Linked DNA regions of Mus musculus: region 2 is linked to region 1. The links are chromatin contacts, called in public Hi-C maps. All regions are on one chromosome and are shown on one strand. Each heading gives the region's core, a stretch centred on a gene start, on an enhancer-like site or on the middle of the called end of the contact. The rest is flanking DNA. Distances are from core to core; before and after follow the strand shown. Region 1 overlaps Slc22a3 (solute carrier family 22 (organic cation transporter), member 3). Region 2 holds the start of C030013G03Rik (RIKEN cDNA C030013G03 gene).

Evidence for each region. A called contact is a pair of places that touch in the nucleus more often than the background predicts.
Region 2: a contact with region 1 is called in a Hi-C map of cerebral cortex, with 2.3 times the contacts expected there. The contact joins the promoter of C030013G03Rik here to the enhancer-like site in region 1. A contact is called at or near these places in 14 of 484 Hi-C or Micro-C datasets (the HPC-7 cell line, cerebral cortex, cumulus cells and 10 more).

Annotation. Positions count from the first base shown.
Region 1 is chr17:12,429,798-12,434,032 of GRCm38.p6, reverse strand. Slc22a3 (solute carrier family 22 (organic cation transporter), member 3) reads left to right here. Exons shown (of 11, transcript NM_011395.2): 6 at 138-235; 7 at 356-570. It also overlaps the pseudogene Gm3192. Among named protein-coding and RNA genes, the nearest start is that of C030013G03Rik, 35 kb to the left of the region's middle. Within about 2 kb of position 2,197, at least 21 of the 459 cell types and tissues checked have an H3K27ac peak or open chromatin away from gene starts, as enhancers often do. A contact at or near this core is called in the HPC-7 cell line, cerebral cortex, forebrain and 1 more, where this site is marked.
Region 2 is chr17:12,464,081-12,468,462 of GRCm38.p6, reverse strand. C030013G03Rik (RIKEN cDNA C030013G03 gene) reads right to left here and starts at 1,619. Exons shown (of 2, transcript NR_077217.1): 1 at 1,441-1,619. Slc22a3 (solute carrier family 22 (organic cation transporter), member 3) reads left to right here. Exons shown (of 11, transcript NM_011395.2): 2 at 3,903-4,006.

The sequences.
Region 1 (4,235 bases), core at 948-3,447:
TGCCCAGGTCTGAAGGTGGAACTGGGAAGAGCCCAGAAGTTCAGGAGGATCTTTTCAATGTTTTGCAGTTAGTAAGTTTACACTGTGCATGTGTGTCGTGCTATATAATGCTACTGAAATCTGTCTTTCTTATCTAGATCACAGTTACAGATGAAGAAGTCAGTAACCCATCCTGTTTAGACCTTGTGAGAACTCCCCAAATGAGGAAATGCACGCTCATCCTTATGTTTGCTTGGTAAGTTGACTCGGGCTGGAATTCAAAGCTGGTGTCAAGTGCATGGCTGTCATTCGATTTTGTGCACAGGCTTCCCTGCTCCCTCTTACTCTGCTTCCCTGGTGTCCTGATGTCCCGCAGGTTCACGAGCGCCGTGGTGTACCAAGGACTTGTCATGCGCCTGGGACTTATCGGAGGCAACCTCTACATAGACTTCTTTATCTCTGGGCTCGTGGAGCTGCCCGGAGCTCTCTTAATCCTTCTGACCATTGAGCGCCTTGGACGACGCCTTCCCTTTGCGGCAAGCAATATAGTGGCAGGGGTGTCGTGTCTGGTCACTGCATTTTTACCAGAAGGTAATCTTTCTTCACATTTAGTTGACAGTTCCCAAAGAACTTAACAAAAACTGTAAGTGATTACATATGGTGGAGGGGGTAGGGGGTCACTTGTCTCTCTGAGCTGTGTGCGCTATTCCTTCCAAAGCTTGCCCCCAGGCATGCTGGGTAATGATCTATTTTCTTTCTCACGAGTATAAAGGTTGACAAGATCTTTACATTGATGCCTCTCTTTGCTGAAATGTTAGGTTTGTTTATTAATGGAAAGGTGATCATGCTAGATCTATGATGTAGTGATGTGATGTGGCTGATACTGTGTAACATATTTCCCAAGCATCACCATCCTGCAGGTAACAAGCCATGCCCCAGCTTAGGGACAGAGGGAAGGTGTGACTCTTGGCTTCATATTGTTCATAGCCTATTAAAAGACATGGACATTTTTTTTCTTTTTTTTTTTTCTTATTAGGTATTTTCCTCATTTACATTTTCAATGCTATCCCAAAGGTCCCCCATACCCACCCCCCCAATCCCCTACCCACCCACTCCCCCTTTTTGGCCCTGGCGTTCCCCTGTACTGGGGCATATAAAGTTTGCAAGTCCAATGGGCCTCTCTTTGCAGTGATGGCTGACTAGGCCATCTTTTGATACATAGACATGGACATTTAAATAATGTCGCAACAATAATGTGGTAAATTAATAGAATTGACAAAGGTGGGGGGAGGGAAGCAGAGAGGAGGGGGGAGGGAGAAGTTCTGTGGAGGTGCAAGGGGGAAGTCAGAGGTCTTTACTAACCACTATTTCTTCTTACCCGTTATTTTCCCCAAATCATGGGAAGTTTTATGAGTTTAGGAACTAAGGCTTCTGTGTTATTGCTAGAATCTTTATGAGGAAGCCAGAGGATAGCCAGGCCCCAGCAAAACTTGGTCCTGCCTGTAAGCTTCCGGGAAGGGGGCTGTGAACTGCTTATACCTGCAGCAGTTTGAGACAGAGACTGGCTTCCAGTTGAGAAAGTCTGGCTGGGATAGGAAAGACTGTTCCTTTCCAAGATGCTGCAGAGTGGGTGGAGTGGAGGAGGAGGAGGAGGAGGAGGAGGAGGAGGAAGAGATGGCTAAAGACTCCAGATGCTCAGTGAACAGCACAGACAACCTCTGCTGCAGAGCACAGCTGGAGCTACAAAGAGGAAGCCACTTAAGCTCTCCCAGCATGGTGTGAACTAGCACACAGGAGTCATCTCTGTGTTCTAGGTGTGCAGTGAAGGTTGTGTAGGAAGCCAGGTTCTCTACGGTCCCTGTGCCTACAAAGGAAGCCGTCTGCCTTTGAGAAAAGCAAGGATCGGGAAAGACACTGCTAATGTTGAAGACATCATAGCAGACACTCATGGCAGACACCATTAATTAGACAATGGTTTACGAATTCCCACGATAGCACATAGAGATAGTAGATAGCAGATGCTTGGATAAAACTGCAGACATGCCAGTCCTCAGAACAGAATGAAATCAGTGTGCAAATCCATCCCCCTGCGATGGCTGATGAAAAGCAGAAACTCGGGTTTCTCTCATTTTCCTCAAGTGCATCAGATTCTCGGGGCTGCAGTAATAAGTCTCCACCAGCTGGTTGCAGACACTTCCCCTCCTGTCTGGAGGCTGACATCTAAATGCACAATGTAGGGCAGCTCCTCCCACAGCCTCTGAGCTAGGAGCTCTTCTAGCCTCTCTCTGTTCCCCTCACCATTTCTTGGTATCTATCCAATCTCTGCCTCTATCTTCATGTGACCCTCTCCCTCTTGGTCTCTATCCCCAAATAGGATCAGATTCCAAGTAAATGTGAATTTGAAGCAACACAAATAGCCCTCTACAATAGCATAGCTTATAAGCTATGGAAGCTGGGGCTGGAGATATGGCTCAGTAGCTCACAGCACCAGCTGCTCTCCCAGAATCCTCAGTTCCCAGCACCCACATCCGGTGGCTCCCAACCGCCTGTAACTCCAGCTCCAAGGTATCTGATGCCCACTCCTGATCTACATAGACAGAGAGGGGGGGGGGAGGGAAAGAGACAGAGACAGAAACAGAGACAGAAATAAAAATAGATCTTTAATAAAAGAGCTATGAAAGCTGAGTAAGAGGCACCCATCAGTGTATATCTATTTAATATTGATTAATTAATTGCTGTCCACTAAACACAGTGAAAGGGAACTTTCAAATGGGAGGACAGATTGCTGTCAGACATGGCTGTTGGACACGGACATGAACATGGACATGAACACGGACATGGCCATGGTAAAATGGAACTTCCAGATTATAGACAGTGGAAAATTGAAGGGATGCCATTAGAAATGGTGCAAAAGAATCTTGCTGCCCGAGGGCTGAGGGATCCATGGGCTCGCAATGAGGCTTGGAGATACATGGGCGGCTTTGGAGGCAACATCACTTTCCCGAGCGTAATATTAAAAGGACTCAAATGGGGGATTTGCTGTGTTTGTGGTAGATTTGGGGGCTGAATATTTCCTGGATTCCCAGAATGGTGATAAGAAACATCACTGAAGAGAGCGCCTCGTGATGTCTCTTTCATAAAAATAAGATTCTCTCACTGTAGCATTCTTGGCTGTATGTTTGTCCTTGAAAGAACATTAGTATGGTTTAATAAAGTAAGAAAAACTGTTAAAAAAAAAACAGCGAAAGGAATAGAGAGGCACAATAGAAACATAATTGCTTCTCTCAGAGGTATGCAATTTCAATTAAAAGTTGAAAGCTTAGAATGTTGAAGACTTCTGTACTTCAGAATTCTCCCTCCCTCCCTCCCTCCCTCCCTCCCTCCCTCCCTCCCTCCCTCCCTTCCTTTCTTCCCTCCCTCCTTCCCTCTTTTCCTGTTTCCCTCCCTCCCTCCCTCTCATTCTGTGTATGTATGTATGTATGTATGTGCAGGTACACATGTTGGTATGGGTGTTCATATCCACATGCAGACCCGAGGTTGGCATGGGTGCTCACCTGTTCCTTAGGACAGGGTCTCTCACTTAGCCTGCAGTTTGCTACTGAGGCAAGGCTGTTTGGCCATGAGCCACGGGGCTCCTGGTCTCCACTTCCCCAGGGCTGGGTTTCCATGCCCACCACCACACTTGGCTCTTTTGTATGGATTCTAGGTATTAGGCCCCGGTCTTCATGCCTTCCTGCTCACGGGTCTATTATGATTGGATGGGCCAGAATCACCAGTCTGAATTCTGTATATGAATAGAGGCCCATCCCTTGAGCAAGCATGCCTTCCAATTTAAGGGGCTCTTGGCCTTGACTCCGGGGCACAGACTGTGAAGTTAGCCTTGCCTCTCAGCTGGACTTGATGTCACCATCGGTCCCTGGCTAAAATGCTAATGAGCCTTTGGGAGAGGTCAGCTCTGAAAATGACTTCTCTAGAAACCTTTCTTTTTATGGTCTGAACTTGGAAAAAGAAAAGATCTTCCTGACTGCTTATTCCTCTAGGATTCATGGTCTAGAAAGCAAACTTCTGAACTCTGGAGCTCAGAAAGCAGGCATTTTCTCTGTGCCTGTCCCTCTGCAGTTGTGGCCACTCTGTGCGGCTACAAACCCAGCAGTAGGGCAAGGCTTCCTTCCAGATATGGTTTTTTTTTTTTATTTTTATTTCTAAGTGGAAAACTCTGAACTAGGAGCATACCCTAATTTACATATCCTTATTAG
Region 2 (4,382 bases), core at 370-2,869, 35 kb before region 1:
ACCATTAAACACAAAGCACCATAATGTCTATTTGGATTTTAACAGCAGGGAAATTCTAAAAAAAAAAAAGGCCTTAGTTGGAAATCCTTCAGAAATTCTTAATTTCCCTAAAGATGCCCATGCTTTCTGCAGAACGAGGTAGATGTAGCCCTTCCAGCCTTCTGTGAGAGCAGCCTGAGAGTTTTTATCAAACTGACTTTCTGCCTGTGCCAAGGAGAGCTACTCTGTTAGTATAATGCAGCTTTGAAGATTAATAAGTAACAGGACAGTCACACACACACACACACACACACACACACACACACACACGTTTGTGTCTCTGATGACAATGTCAGGAAATTTGGTGATCTAAGATGACCTATGATCCTTGTTGGGTTTAGGTCTCCCGAGGAACCACCAAACACACCTGGTGCTTTATTGGGGTGGAGGGCTTAGCCTATGAAGCCCCCAGGTGCCACTATCTGCTGATATTTCTTTAAACACTGTAAATTTAGCCCAGCTGTCTATTATATACAGCAACACATAGGGAATGCAGAGAGGACCCAGAGGCTTGGAGTGTCCATCCCAGCATGCTGAAGTGTGCTGCTCACAGAGAGCAGTCACAGAGAGCACTTGAGTCTCAAGTGTTCCCCATACCAGAAACTTTGACACTTAAAAGAAATCAGCCTCCTGACCACAGGCTCCCGAGAGTGACCAGTCCTCAAGTAGAAGAGGATCGGGAGGGAAAGCCATCACAGGTATGATAGGGGTCCTGAAGGGAGGCACCCTTCAGTTCCCAGGGTAGTTCACCGACTAGGGACAGCATGTCCTTGAAGACAGGGAGAGACCTTCAGCCCTCAGGTTTGGTATCAGTATGTTACAATGTTTAAAACAGTCCATTTGGCTGTTGAGATGGCTCAGCAGGCAGAGATGCATGCTGTACAAGCCCAAGGGCCTTAGGTTGAGCCCTGGAACCCATAAACAAAAGAACTGGCTCTGTGGCATTGTCCTCTGACCTCCACCTGGCATGTATGTGCCCCAGCATGTGTGCACATACCCCCGCCCGCACACTAGTAAGTTTTTAAAATATAAAAATGAAAGCAGTTCATAAAAAGGAGGCTAAACTGAATTTCCCTTCAAAAGACAGCCTCAATGAATCCCTGGGGGAGAGAATTTGGAGAGTGTTATTAGTCAGGATTCTCGAGAGGAACTGAATTGATAGAATGTATATATATATATTTATATATATACACACATATATATATATTTATATATATACACATATATATACACATACACACAGAGAGAGACACACAAACACATATATATCATATATCACATATATATCCCATTTTCTATATATATATGTATATATATATATACACCCCATGTTTATATGATATATATGTAATATTTATTCTATATATATTATTCCTACAATGATTTATTGGGGAGGCTTACATGCTGTAGTCCAACTATTCTCTCTTGATAGAAAGTCCAAGAGTCCAGTAGTTATTCAGTCCACGAGGCTGGATGTCTCAGCTGGTCTTACAGTATCTGTTGGAACCCCAAAGAGGCAGGCTGCAGTGCCAGTGAAGAAATGAACTTGCCAGTGAGAGTGAGGACAAGCAGGCAAAGAGCAGGTGCTTCCTCCTTGTGTTCTTTATATAGTCTGCCACCAGAAGGCGTGGCCCAGATTTAAGGTGGATCTTCCTATCCGAAAAGATCCAGATTTAGGGTAAGTCTTCCCACTCAAATGACTCAATCAAGGATTCCTTACTGGTGTACCTAGCTGCTTGGGTTTTAGTTAATCCCAAATGTAGTCAATTTTGCCAGCCAAGAAAAGCCATCACAGAGTGCAAGTACTGTGAAGGGATCTTGCAGGGACAACCTTCAGATCCCTAGCACAAAGGGAGTTTCTGACTCTCACAGGTTTTCAGAGGAGGCAGGGAAGAGGTTCCATGTAACGCAGCCTGTGTGACCCCTGACATGGAAGAAGGCTCTAGACATAAACTTACAATGGAAGGTTCTCTCAGGCTGGGTTATCATGAGAGCTGGGCCCTAGCAGCTGAAACAAGAGGGAAAAAAACTGGAAGGCCACAGTGCAGGCAGCTTCCTTGTCAAATGTCCAGGAACTGAAGGGTTGTGGCCTGATTTCTGGGCAAGAGAGGGGCAGTTAGAGGGGTCTCTGATCTAACAGACACAGAACTACATCCCTGGATTTGTTTAAATACAAATGTGTTGTTGACACTTACTTTGTGCCTTTGCAAGCCAGCATGCGCAAAGTCATAAAAATAGAATCCAGGCTAGATGGATCAGGCTGGGATCCACCGAGCAAAAGGATTATATTGAACTAATTTGGAAGGACTAGAAAAATAGAGGGAAAAGGTAGGCACCACGGTGCAGTCTTGGTAATGAGCCTCTGCCCAGACTGATGGCCAACTTTGACATCCCCATCAATACAGTGTATACTGGAAAGCCAAAGAGGTGAGCTCTAATGCCAGGGAAGAAATGGGCTTGCCAGTGAGAGTGAGGGCAAGCAGGCATGTCATTTATATAAGGTGACACCAGAAGGCGTGGCCCAGATTTGAGACAGGTCATCCCACCTCAGTCAGGGGGGTCAGATCCCTTTGCCCACGTGTGGCTAGGTCAGGGTTGTAAGCACTAAATAGCACCTCCAGCCACCAGTCACCACTGTCACAGTCAGAATGGGGACAGGAGCTGCATCAAGACCAGAAGCAGAGCCCTTCCTTCTGATCGCACATTAGCTCCCTAAACCCAAGCAGCTCCGCACCGGCAAAAGAGCCTGAGAAACGCAACATCTATCACTGGTCCCTGGCATGCAGAACGCTCAGAAAAGCAGGCATTATCTGGCCAGTCAGCGTTCCAAGTATTTTAGAAAATGTGAATAGACATCTATTTTTAATTAATCCTGTATAAATACAGGATATAAAAATCCTTTCAGACTGCTGCTCTTATGGAGGAGTAAGAGAGAGAGAACCAGTTTTATAATCAAGAAAATAAGTGGATTTAAAGACAATTTGGGCTGGGTGTGGTGGCGCACGCCTTTAATCCCAGCAGAGGCAGGTGGATTTCTGAGTTCGAGGCCAGCCTGGTCTACAGAGTGAGTTCCAGGACAGCCAGGGCTACACAGAGAAACCCTGTCTCGAAAAACCAAAAGAAGACAATTTGGGGCATTTAAATTCATACAACGAAAAGGAAGCCACTGCACCTTGTTAAGAGGACCACTCCTGCCAGGGCCATGTGCCTGTCCCAGCGCTTTGAAGCAAATTCTCCTGTGTGAGATTTTATATCTGACACTCCTTGTTTCTTTTCTAAAGCAAAACGTTGGCCTTTCTGCTAACAATCTGTTTGCTTTCAGAGTTTCTTTGTACATTTTTCTAGATGTGTTTGTTACATGTCTAACTCCAGTGGGCAATTACTCTAGATAACGTTACATATGATTATAGAATTAGAATCACGCCCTTGAGAACTGTAATTAATAATAAAAATCCTCTAATGTATCAGGTTTAGATTGTCCCAGAAAACTTTTAAGAGTTAAATATTGGTTTCTGTGTAGCTCACTGCAAGTATAAAATAAGGCTAATTCTGCTTGATGATTGGCAGGTGAGCACCATAGCACTGACATGCCATCCTCACACGTAATAGATTAACCTAACAGCATCATTGTAAGATGTCAGTATTCATAGTATACTAGGAATCCGATCCCCTGCAAGCATTTAAACTGACTACAAAAATACGCACAGATCAATGTATATAAACATGCACGGGATCCATTTTCTAACTTTGTGTGAGGCATATGTAAACTAAACTCTTGGAAATGTGGTTGCTGTATTAGAGAGTCCATGTTTTGAAGATGAACCTCCCTGGGTATCTTCATGTGTATTTCTTTGTTTCTCCAGTTTGACCTTGTCTGCAGCAATGCCTGGATGTTGGACCTCACCCAAGCCATCCTGAACCTTGGCTTCCTGGCTGGGGCTTTTACCTTGGGCTATGCAGCGGACAGGTAGGTATGGGTAAGATAACCGATTTGTTTACTATACCATGTCACCTGTGTATGGGGAGAGAAACTCTTTCTATCAACTACATTCAATTTCTTATTCCACCACCCACAACATTCACACTTGTTTGGTTCTACTAATTCTTTCTGTCTCAAACTTCCTCTCCTTGTTCCTTGGTAGGGAAGGTGCCCTTGTGGGTCAGGGAGCACCCTGGTGAAAGCCTCGACCTGAGGGCAGTGTCATCATGGTTCAGGTGACAGATGAAGGGTGGTGTTAGGATGCTCAAAGCAGCCCAGTGGTTAGGGTTTGGTTAATTCAGTCATGGAATCTGCTATTCTACATCTTTCTCACTCACTCATTTTTTCTTTAATTATTGTATTT